3 separate regions of the Mus musculus genome follow, and all the other regions are linked to region 3. A link is a contact called in public Hi-C data. All regions are on one chromosome and are shown on one strand. Each heading gives the region's core, a stretch centred on a gene start, on an enhancer-like site or on the middle of the called end of the contact. The rest is flanking DNA. Distances are from core to core; before and after follow the strand shown. Region 1 overlaps Cdcp3 (CUB domain containing protein 3). Region 2 overlaps Dmbt1 (deleted in malignant brain tumors 1). Region 3 holds the start of 2310057M21Rik (RIKEN cDNA 2310057M21 gene).

The links. Hi-C and Micro-C count contacts between places; a contact is called where the count stands out from the background.
Region 1: a Hi-C map of the C2C12 cell line shows a contact between it and region 3, with 2.6 times the contacts expected there. The contact joins the enhancer-like site here to the promoter of 2310057M21Rik in region 3. A contact is called at or near these places in 5 of 39 promoter capture datasets (the 3T3-L1 cell line, 3T3-L1-derived adipocytes, hippocampal neurons and 1 more), 2 of 484 Hi-C or Micro-C datasets (the C2C12 cell line and reprogramming fibroblasts) and 1 of 115 datasets of contacts at active chromatin or transcription factors (stem cell-derived neural progenitor cells).
Region 2: a Hi-C map of cerebellar granule neurons shows a contact between it and region 3, with 1.6 times the contacts expected there. The contact joins the enhancer-like site here to the promoter of 2310057M21Rik in region 3. A contact is called at or near these places in 3 of 39 promoter capture datasets (the 3T3-L1 cell line and hippocampal neurons), 4 of 484 Hi-C or Micro-C datasets (adipose-derived mesenchymal stem cells, cerebellar granule neurons, cortical neurons and 1 more), 2 of 115 datasets of contacts at active chromatin or transcription factors (astrocytes and forebrain) and 2 of 9 other capture datasets (adipose tissue and pancreatic islet).

What each region holds. Positions count from the first base shown.
Region 1 is chr7:131,185,983-131,188,840 of GRCm38.p6, reverse strand. It overlaps Cdcp3 (CUB domain containing protein 3), which reads right to left. Exons shown (of 69, transcript NM_001370825.1): 3 at 64-96. Among named protein-coding and RNA genes, the nearest start is that of Cdcp3, 13 kb to the right of the region's middle. Within about 2 kb of position 1,595, at least 17 of the 459 cell types and tissues checked have an H3K27ac peak or open chromatin away from gene starts, as enhancers often do. A contact at or near this core is called in the C2C12 cell line, where this site is marked.
Region 2 is chr7:131,112,694-131,115,543 of GRCm38.p6, reverse strand. The region is part of intron 45 of Dmbt1 (deleted in malignant brain tumors 1); the gene reads right to left. Among named protein-coding and RNA genes, the nearest start is that of 4933402N03Rik, 32 kb to the left of the region's middle. Within about 2 kb of position 1,278, at least 6 of the 459 cell types and tissues checked have an H3K27ac peak or open chromatin away from gene starts, as enhancers often do. A contact at or near this core is called in cerebellar granule neurons, where this site is marked.
Region 3 is chr7:131,361,389-131,364,102 of GRCm38.p6, reverse strand. It overlaps 2310057M21Rik (RIKEN cDNA 2310057M21 gene), which reads left to right and starts at 1,377. Exons shown (of 6, transcript NM_026655.4): 1 at 1,377-1,595; 2 at 2,167-2,370. The coding sequence starts at 1,432.

The DNA of each region.
Region 1 (2,858 bases), core at 346-2,845, 180 kb after region 3:
AGTGTTAAGGAGTCGGCATCAGATGAGGGTGAGTAGAAGAGCTCGCCATGAAAACACTCCTACCTTGAGGCCTTGCTGCTGGCTCCTCACCATGTCCTGCAGGGAGAAGGGGTTGAGATTTCAGTGGCTGTTGGAATAAAGCACTAATGGCAATCAGGTCAGATTCATTCCCTGGTTACTCAGAGGTTGTCTCTTTATGAGATATCTTGAAACCCTTATGATGGAACCATCCATGGCTGCCACTGTTTTCTGCATAAAATCTATGTCAACATCCAGTGTCTAAAAATCCTGAGCTCAAAGCCCTGAGCACTCAAATTACCCGCGCCTCTTTACATCTGGCATACCCAAGCTGCAGGGCCAACTTGGGATTGCAGCTGTGGAGACAAAGGTGCCAGAGGCATCGGTGTAGGTGCAATCTTGATCACAAGATGTGCACTGTTGGGGATAGAGGTGGTCCTTACCTTCACAGATGACACTGGCATCTTCTCCAGGACCACAGTTATGTAGGTGCCAGCCAGCATGAGGACACTGCCCTAAAAAACTCTCTGTCCCAGTACAGTCCATCTCGTCCAGCAGAAACTCCCCTGGACCATCACCAAATCGTGCCTGGACTGGGGCTTCGAGGGCACGCCCGCAGTTGAGCTGTCGGCACACCACGTCGGCTTCACGTAGGTCCCACTGGTCATCGCAAACCCTGCCCCACTGGCCATGGTAGTAAACTTCTACGCGCCCGGAGCACCGTCCTGACCCATTCATGAGCTGCAACTGTGGCCAGTCTTAAAAGTACAAAATACTGCTGGAGAGAGGCTACTCTACTTGGGTCTCCTAGGATCCTAAATTTAACACCAAACACTCACACACACTACATCTGAGTAGATAGCACAGGGGATCCTGTCATTAGCAGGATGGACCTGGCCCTTTTTGGCACAGAGGTCAGAGTCTAGCAGCAAAGGTGAATTCTGACTCATCCTGGCTGAGTGAGGATTTTCAGGAAGAGCTGTGAGATGTCTTTGGACATTCAATCCTTAAGGCAGGACCCACTGGCCATGCTACCACTTTGCTATAGTGAGTCATTTTAGTGTAGAATTAGATGGAGTTCTGCAAGCATGCCAAGTGCTAACAAGCAAAGGTGGCTATTGGTAATGGGTTGAGAGTGAGTAACGGGTGGTAGGGATAGTGATGTCTCTTCTAAATGACAAAGGACTCAAGGCTTGAAGAGGAGCAGAAAGGAGTTACTTGGACCAAGAGCACCTGGGAAGAGGGTAGAACTTCCTTCAACCCAGTAAGCAAGACAAGACAACCAAAACAAAGCGGGGTGAGTACACAGGGATTCTCTGGTGAAGTTGTTCTATCCAGTAAGATTTGTGTGGCTACTGATCTACCCACTGGTTAGAAATGTGATACCCGCCAAATCGCATCACACAAGGAGCCAGGAAACCTTAACTCACCACCAGGAAATGGTGTTAAGAGTTCAGCATCTAAGAGCAAAGTAAATAAAAAGACGTCATTACCACACAAAGAGCCCTCATCCAAGTATGTGTGGCATCCCACAGAGCGGGCATGAGCTGGCACTGTGACTGTGTGTAGGCAGAGAGAGTGTTCAGTAGGAGGAGTGAAAAGTGATGCGTTCAGGGTGCTCAGAGTCATTTACATATCGGACGATGTGCACCAATTCACTGCTTCCAGAAGGCAGCAGAGTCGGAGGCTTCTATAAAAGCACTCCTGTGGTATTGCAATGGAGGACATCAAGAGACTTGGTTGTTAAGCACATTATCCTGGGACTCCCCTTTCTGTCCTTGTCTCAAGTTAGGAGTCTCCTTAGGCAATCTGAGTTCAGTTGCATCTGTGAACTAAAATCTGCCAGGGCAGATGCATTTTTCCTCCAGAGTTCTCTGAAATATGTTTGGGCAACAGAACAAAGCAGTTTGGGGGTGAAATACTACCTACATGGTTAAAGCCTTTTCATTTTTCTTTCTTTTGCTGGGTCCTTCTGATGAAATCCATTGTTTGCCTCCTGCCCTCCCCTGCCTCCCACGTGGGCTATGGTAGTGAACGCAATTAAGGGACTGGGGGAGCTTGTAGGTGCTCTGTTAAAGAGGTGCCAAGGTCTTTGCTCTTACCAACATCTCTTGAAGTTTCATTTTCTATGAGAATGTGTTCTGATTCTATGAGGAAGAGAAGGTAGAATGCAAAGTGAATCAATCGATGGGGAGAGGGAAAAATCAGCTTGCTGTTGCACTGTGTGCTCAGTGGGAAGCTCAGCCTAGAACTGGTTACACAGGGCTAGTGCGCAAAGGCCAGTGCTATCTGGGAAGGGAAGGTCATCTGCCTTTGTTCAGTATTTGTGGGGATGTGTACATGGTAGTGTGAATCGTGCTCACATCTTTCAGTGAGGGTTGGTTTGCCATGCTGGAATGGCCACAGCTAAACAGATGCAGTTTCTTAAGGGATTTATGCTAGCTTGTGCTAGCTATTTCAAATTCTATATAAAAATGCAACTTTGGTCTCTCTTAGACTTGTAGAGAGAATGGGATTTCGGAGTCTCTGCTCAGGGCAGGCAACCCTGGGTTTGTGCCGTTTGGGAAGTAAGGCTACTGATCAGCTCATCGGTATTTGTTCTCTCACTGACAAGCCAACTGCTCATTTTTCCCAGTTAGCATCCTTTGTCTTTCTGCCTGTATCAGGAGATGTGGGCACCTCTGGAGTTGGAATGGGAGAAGAGTGGGTTCTGATGGTGAAGGCTTTGCTTTAGAGAAACCAGAACAACTCAGCCGGGGTTCTCCCTGTACTTGTGGATCTTGTCAGGTCGTGGAGTGTGTGTGTGTGTGTGTGTGTGTGTGTGTGTGTGTGTGTGTGTG
Region 2 (2,850 bases), core at 29-2,528, 250 kb after region 3:
AAGGGTGGCGTGGACACTATCCAGAATTTAAAGCAATTGTACTCTTCATAGTGGAAAAAAAAAGGTATGGCAGGGCAGGACAGATCAGAGACAGACAGATAGACACACATGGGGGAGGGGGGAAACAGAGACAGATGAAGAGAGTGTTTTCCACTCTAGTCATGCCAGCTGTGAATGGTGAAGCTCTGTTCTAATTGGTTGGGACCTGGACAAGGCCCCATTTGTTGCCAGTGCACTCATGCAACTTACATATAATTAATTTTTTTCCAGGATAAAGACCTTTCTACTTCTTGTCTATTGTTGAGAACTCTACTCTGCATGTAATGTAATCTAAACATAAGACAAGAGCTTTGGGGGTAACTTTGTTGACTCTTCCTTTATCTTCTCTAGCCTGATCGTTCCCTCCACAGACTGACCAGAGCCTAGGGCATGGCCAGCCTGATCGACAGAGGGCATCAGAGCCTGCACTCCAGACCCAGGTCTGGAGAAGAACCAACAGACAGAACTTTTGCTTTCCAAGTTCTCAGGGGAAGCATACTGTATTTCTTCTGTGAATTCTTCAAAGTTTTTAACCATTCATATTTTGGTACCAATGGTGTTACAAACCACATATGTCTCTCAAATTATATTTAACATGAGTTTACACATGAAGTCCATATATGTCTCTCTGTGACAGAGCTCAGTTCTGAATCTTCTCTAAACAGTAAGCACAGAATGAAAACTTATTTCTTGACTGGAAGGGGCCATTATGACTCTAGATTAAAATTCTTCTTAGGCATCTGCCTAGGTAGAAACACAACCAATGTGACAGAAAGTCCTATGTGTGAATCTACTGAGAGACCTGGGTTCTCAGTGTCCTGGCATGCCTTTCACTGTGAGAAAGCTCATCCATTCTGTGACACCAGCCAACACATCACCTTCCCAGTGTGTGGCAGCCTGACGAAGCCATAAATAGCCTGCTACAGAGCACACTGACTCCACAGTTCCTGAGTATGTGTCCCTGGATACTTGGCTCAGTTTCTCTAAGATTTTTTTTATCTCCTGTGATTAAGGGAGGATAAAAGGCTTCCTGAGACTTTTATAAGTCATGTAGAAGTCTCCGTTCAGTGCCCTGCCATACATAATAGTTGTTGATACTATCATAAAGTCTTGGGTTCTGTACCAGAACACCAAGGATGGCAAAGGTAAATAAAATTAGCCCTGCCTCTGAAGCACTCAGTTTGATAGGTTCTGCAGCTGTTTCATAAGTGGGGAGACAAGAATGCAGCAAGTGCTACCCAGGCTCATTCCAGTTAGAACAGGCAGGGCTGGCACGCTGGTTAGATGCCCTCAGTGATCTATGAAGTGCCACCAGCAAGCTTCTGAGATGCTTGATTCTCCGGGCTGCACATTTGAAAAAAGGAGCAGTAATCACCTTCAGTGGCCGACTCACCAAAGGCTGGAGGTGACATGTTTAACTTAAAGAGCAAAATAACAAACCCAGCTGTGTGTCAGAGGAAGCGGAAGGAATCCGTAGCCCTTCACACAGTGCCTGGCTGATACGCATTCTTCTCTGTGAGTAGCTCATCTCACCCACTAAGTTCTGAAGGAACTCCTGGGTGTTTAGAGTCTCACCAGGAGATCTGGATCACAGTCATAGGGATGACCCAAGGCCCGCCTTATTGGCTGAGTGCCCAGTTCCTCTCTCAGTGTGTACTGTGTGTCAGAGGAACGGGAAGGAATGCCCTGTAGCCCTCCACACAGTTCCTGGCATATGGCAAATGCTTATCACGTATCTGCTGCATTACAGGCATCTGAACTTGTCTGTCCTGTACATACCACCATAGTAAGACACACCACTTTTCCATTGCCCAACCATCTCCATCCTGCTAACCTAGAAGCAGGCCACCCATGAAACCCTTTTTCCTATTGCACAGTCATTCTCTTTTGCTAAATTTAGCATGAATGGCACATTTCTATCTAATAGTGATATACATAGAATTTTTGTCTAACTCTTCTGTGTTTGGCTTCTTTTTCTTAGCAGGATGTTTCTGAGAGTCTTGACTTGTGGTGTCAGCCCTATCCTATTGGTCTACATGGCTTTGGTCAATGGGCCTGATCTCTCTTCATTCAATTTCCTCACTTCTAAAGTGGGACTGACAATACAAGAGTACTTGTTAAGAATTTGGGCATAGCCAGACATGGTATTGTGAGTCTTTAATCCCAGGATTCAAGAGACAAAGGTAGGCAGATCTTTGTGAGTTCAAAGCCAAATCTGGTCTACATAACCATCAAGAACTGCATGGAGAAACTTTGCTTCAAAACATAAAATAATAAAATAACATTTTGGAAGTAGAACATGGACTCAGCACAGTGCCTTCCACTGACAGGATGACAACAGGGCAGTCTATGTTAAAATCACCAAGTCTCAAGCAAATCAAGATGGGTGACCACTCTACTAGTCCTGTCTAAACCATGATGGCCCATGGGCCACACTACTCAAAATGCCAAGCAGGGTACATGCTTTTGTAAGTCAATATTCAGTACTCCATTATGAATTTTGTAGACGACAATGTCATAGTATGATGTCAAAGCATTGCCCCACCACCACCACTCCTGTTGATCACTCAAGAAATGGCAACTGTGGCAACTAAGTGAGTGTGAGTCTCAGCAGGGCACTGGCTTCCTCAAAGGCATAACAACGCATTTAACAGCTGATGGCTGTTGTAGACCTTAGCTATGTAAAGTGTATTTGTATCTTTGGTTTAGGGGCCTCTGCTTCTTTGACACATCCCAAATGAAACCATAAGAAAAATTCTTCTTCTGAAAACTCTCAAGCTTCTGGGAGCTGTGTGAGCGGCTGCCTGCTGA
Region 3 (2,714 bases), core at 128-2,627:
ATAAAGACTTTCAATTGGTTGTGCACTCTGAGGGGGCTCCCCATACTAAACAGAACAAGAATGATGACCACTTAGAATGTGGGGAATTTCTTTTAAAAATATAAATTGAGCCTTTTAGAATTAAAGGTTACTGTTTCTAGATTTTGTTTATACTGAATCTCTGATTTCTCTTTCAAACTTGATGAACACATTATACATACACTCTGGTGACTGTCTATAGAATTCAATCATCTTTTTCTTGATGACATAAACACGTTTTTTGAACAGGGGTACACATACAGACTAAAATGAAAATTAAAGCAAAACGTTTTTTCTGAGCGATGAACAAAAAGTTCTGGGACAAAACTAGGTTATGGCTGAACAAAACTTCCCCAGAAATTATATATAAGGCCTCAAGCACAACTTTAAAATTCAGGTACTCCACATTTCTGTAAACAAATTTCTCCCCTCGCCTCAATAGATGTTTAAATTATCTACACAACCCACTTCAGGAAGATAATGGGGGTGGGTATGGGGTGGAACGACAGCCGATACCTAGCTTTCTTTCCAATGAGTATAAAGTTTCAAGTCCCACTTGTCACCACAGAAAGTTTGACCGTACAATGTACTTCTGAAGGGACCAAGGCCCATTGCCAGTTTTTGTCAAGGTTATGAGTGAGAAACCTTAAGTCGCAGCTTTGAGCCTCTTGGACATTTTTAACCTTGAGAATTCTGTCATTTAGGACGTGCAAGCACGCTCCACCGGGTTCCTGAGGCTCGGAAGCCGGGTCTTAGTGGGTTCAGTGTTTAGTGCCTTCGGCCACTCAGCATTATTCTGCAATGCTAAGCGCCGCGCTCCACTCTACAGCCCACGGAGGTGACCTGAGCAGTGAAACAACGCGATCAGCCGTGGTCGCACTGCTTCAAAAGCAGCCTGCATGGCCTTCACTCCACGGGCTGGCGCAGGAAGGGTCCCCGGAGTCCTCTTCCGAGGACCTCGGATTGGGAGCTGGCTTTACAGGCTGCTTGAGCCAAGGAGACCGCACCTATCTGCTTTGGTACCACCCTCAGGGTGCCGACACCGCCCAGGCGCCACCCCACCTCCCACCCTAAAGCGTCGCTGCTTTGCCAACGTGGAAATAAACCCCTGGGTTCCCGCGCGCAGAGCACTGCGCATGCGCGCGGCACCTGCCCCAGGAGCGGAGGAATTCCGCGCACGAGCCAACCCCTGGCTCTTTTCCGCGGAGATTTTAAACCAACTTCTGGAAGGGAGACGAACACGCATGCGCACGTGTGGTGGTTGGGTCCCGGGATGGGAAGGGTTGGAGTGGGATGGGGTGGGGTCGGGGGAAGAACCGGAAGTTGTGCTGAACCTTCACCTCCCCTGGGCACTGAAGGAAACGCAAGCTCTGCGAGAGAGGTTCCGACGCCGCCTGGGTTGGAGGAGACAGAATGGAGACCGCGATCGAAGACGCGGGACTGGACCGCGGCCCGACGCTGACCTCGTCCTGGGATGCGGCGTGCGGGGCGCTGACCCAAAGCCTTTTTCTTACCCGGACTGGGCCACGTGCCCAAGACTTGGACTTCGAGCAGCTACTGGAGCCGCCAGCTCCGAGGTGCGCCGGGCCAGGGCCGGGGTCGGGTGACAGTCACGCTGCTGAGGAGCCGGGAGGAGGACGGGAGCCGAGACGGGCGAGGGAGCCGAGCGAGGCCGCGGGGACGGCATGGGGGAGAGCGGTGGTGCCTGGAGGTGGGCGAGGCTGCGGGCAAAGGGTGCGCGCTGGGCCGGAGAGGCCGGGAAACTCGTGTTCAAGATGCCCTCCTGTTACAATCCTCCTCGCCCCCCACCCGCGAACGCCCCCAGTCTTCTATTTGGGGGGAACAAGAACCACGGCGTCTTGGAAAAAGACACATGGTTGTTTTAACATTCAGTAAACGCTTTTAATTGACTGCGAATGAATTAGATAGTTGAATAGGCTGTCCACGGTCTAGGAAAAGTGGACGGGAATGAATGCCCTGACGCCTCAAACCTCTGTTCCTTATTAATTCTGTGAGAAGTATCTGTGGGTGATGGGGAAGGTTCTTGGTTCTCATGGCAAGTAGAGGTGAGTTTGAAAGGATTAATGGGTTATGCTTCTACTCGGAAAACTTATCTCTGTGATTTTTTTTTTTCAATTTTCTTCTCAGCCAGGATCCGGTTAGTCTGAAAAGCAGCCTGAGCCCCCGAGATGAAAACCCCTGCTTCATTTACCTGAACTGTGGCCCTAATGGGGGTGAAGAAATCCTTTCGGTTGGCGTTCTGAGTTCAGCAAGAAACATGGAAGTATACTTAGGAGAGGAGTATTGTGGAACCAGTCGAGGCAAGACTGCCTGCACTGTCCTGGATGACAGGTTTGTGACTTGTCTAGATGAAAGTGTTCATATGAATCAGTGTCTTTATTCTCAGCTCGTAATGTTTGTGGATTTTCTGAGACTGACAGGACAGGAGTCATTAGGGAAGAGAAGTTAAAAACATGCCAATAGACATAGGTTAGACCACTAAGCCTTCCAACGGCAGGGTTGATGAGCAAGCTTAAAAATATGGAGATTTCGGGCTAGTTAACTGGAAGTGAGTTGGCGGGTCACTGGTAATTAGTGGAAGAGCTTTATTAGAATGCAGTCCAGGTAAGCATTCTTGTTCTCACGTATCTCAGCAGGATCTGTTTAACAACCATTAGACATTCTGAAACTGACTC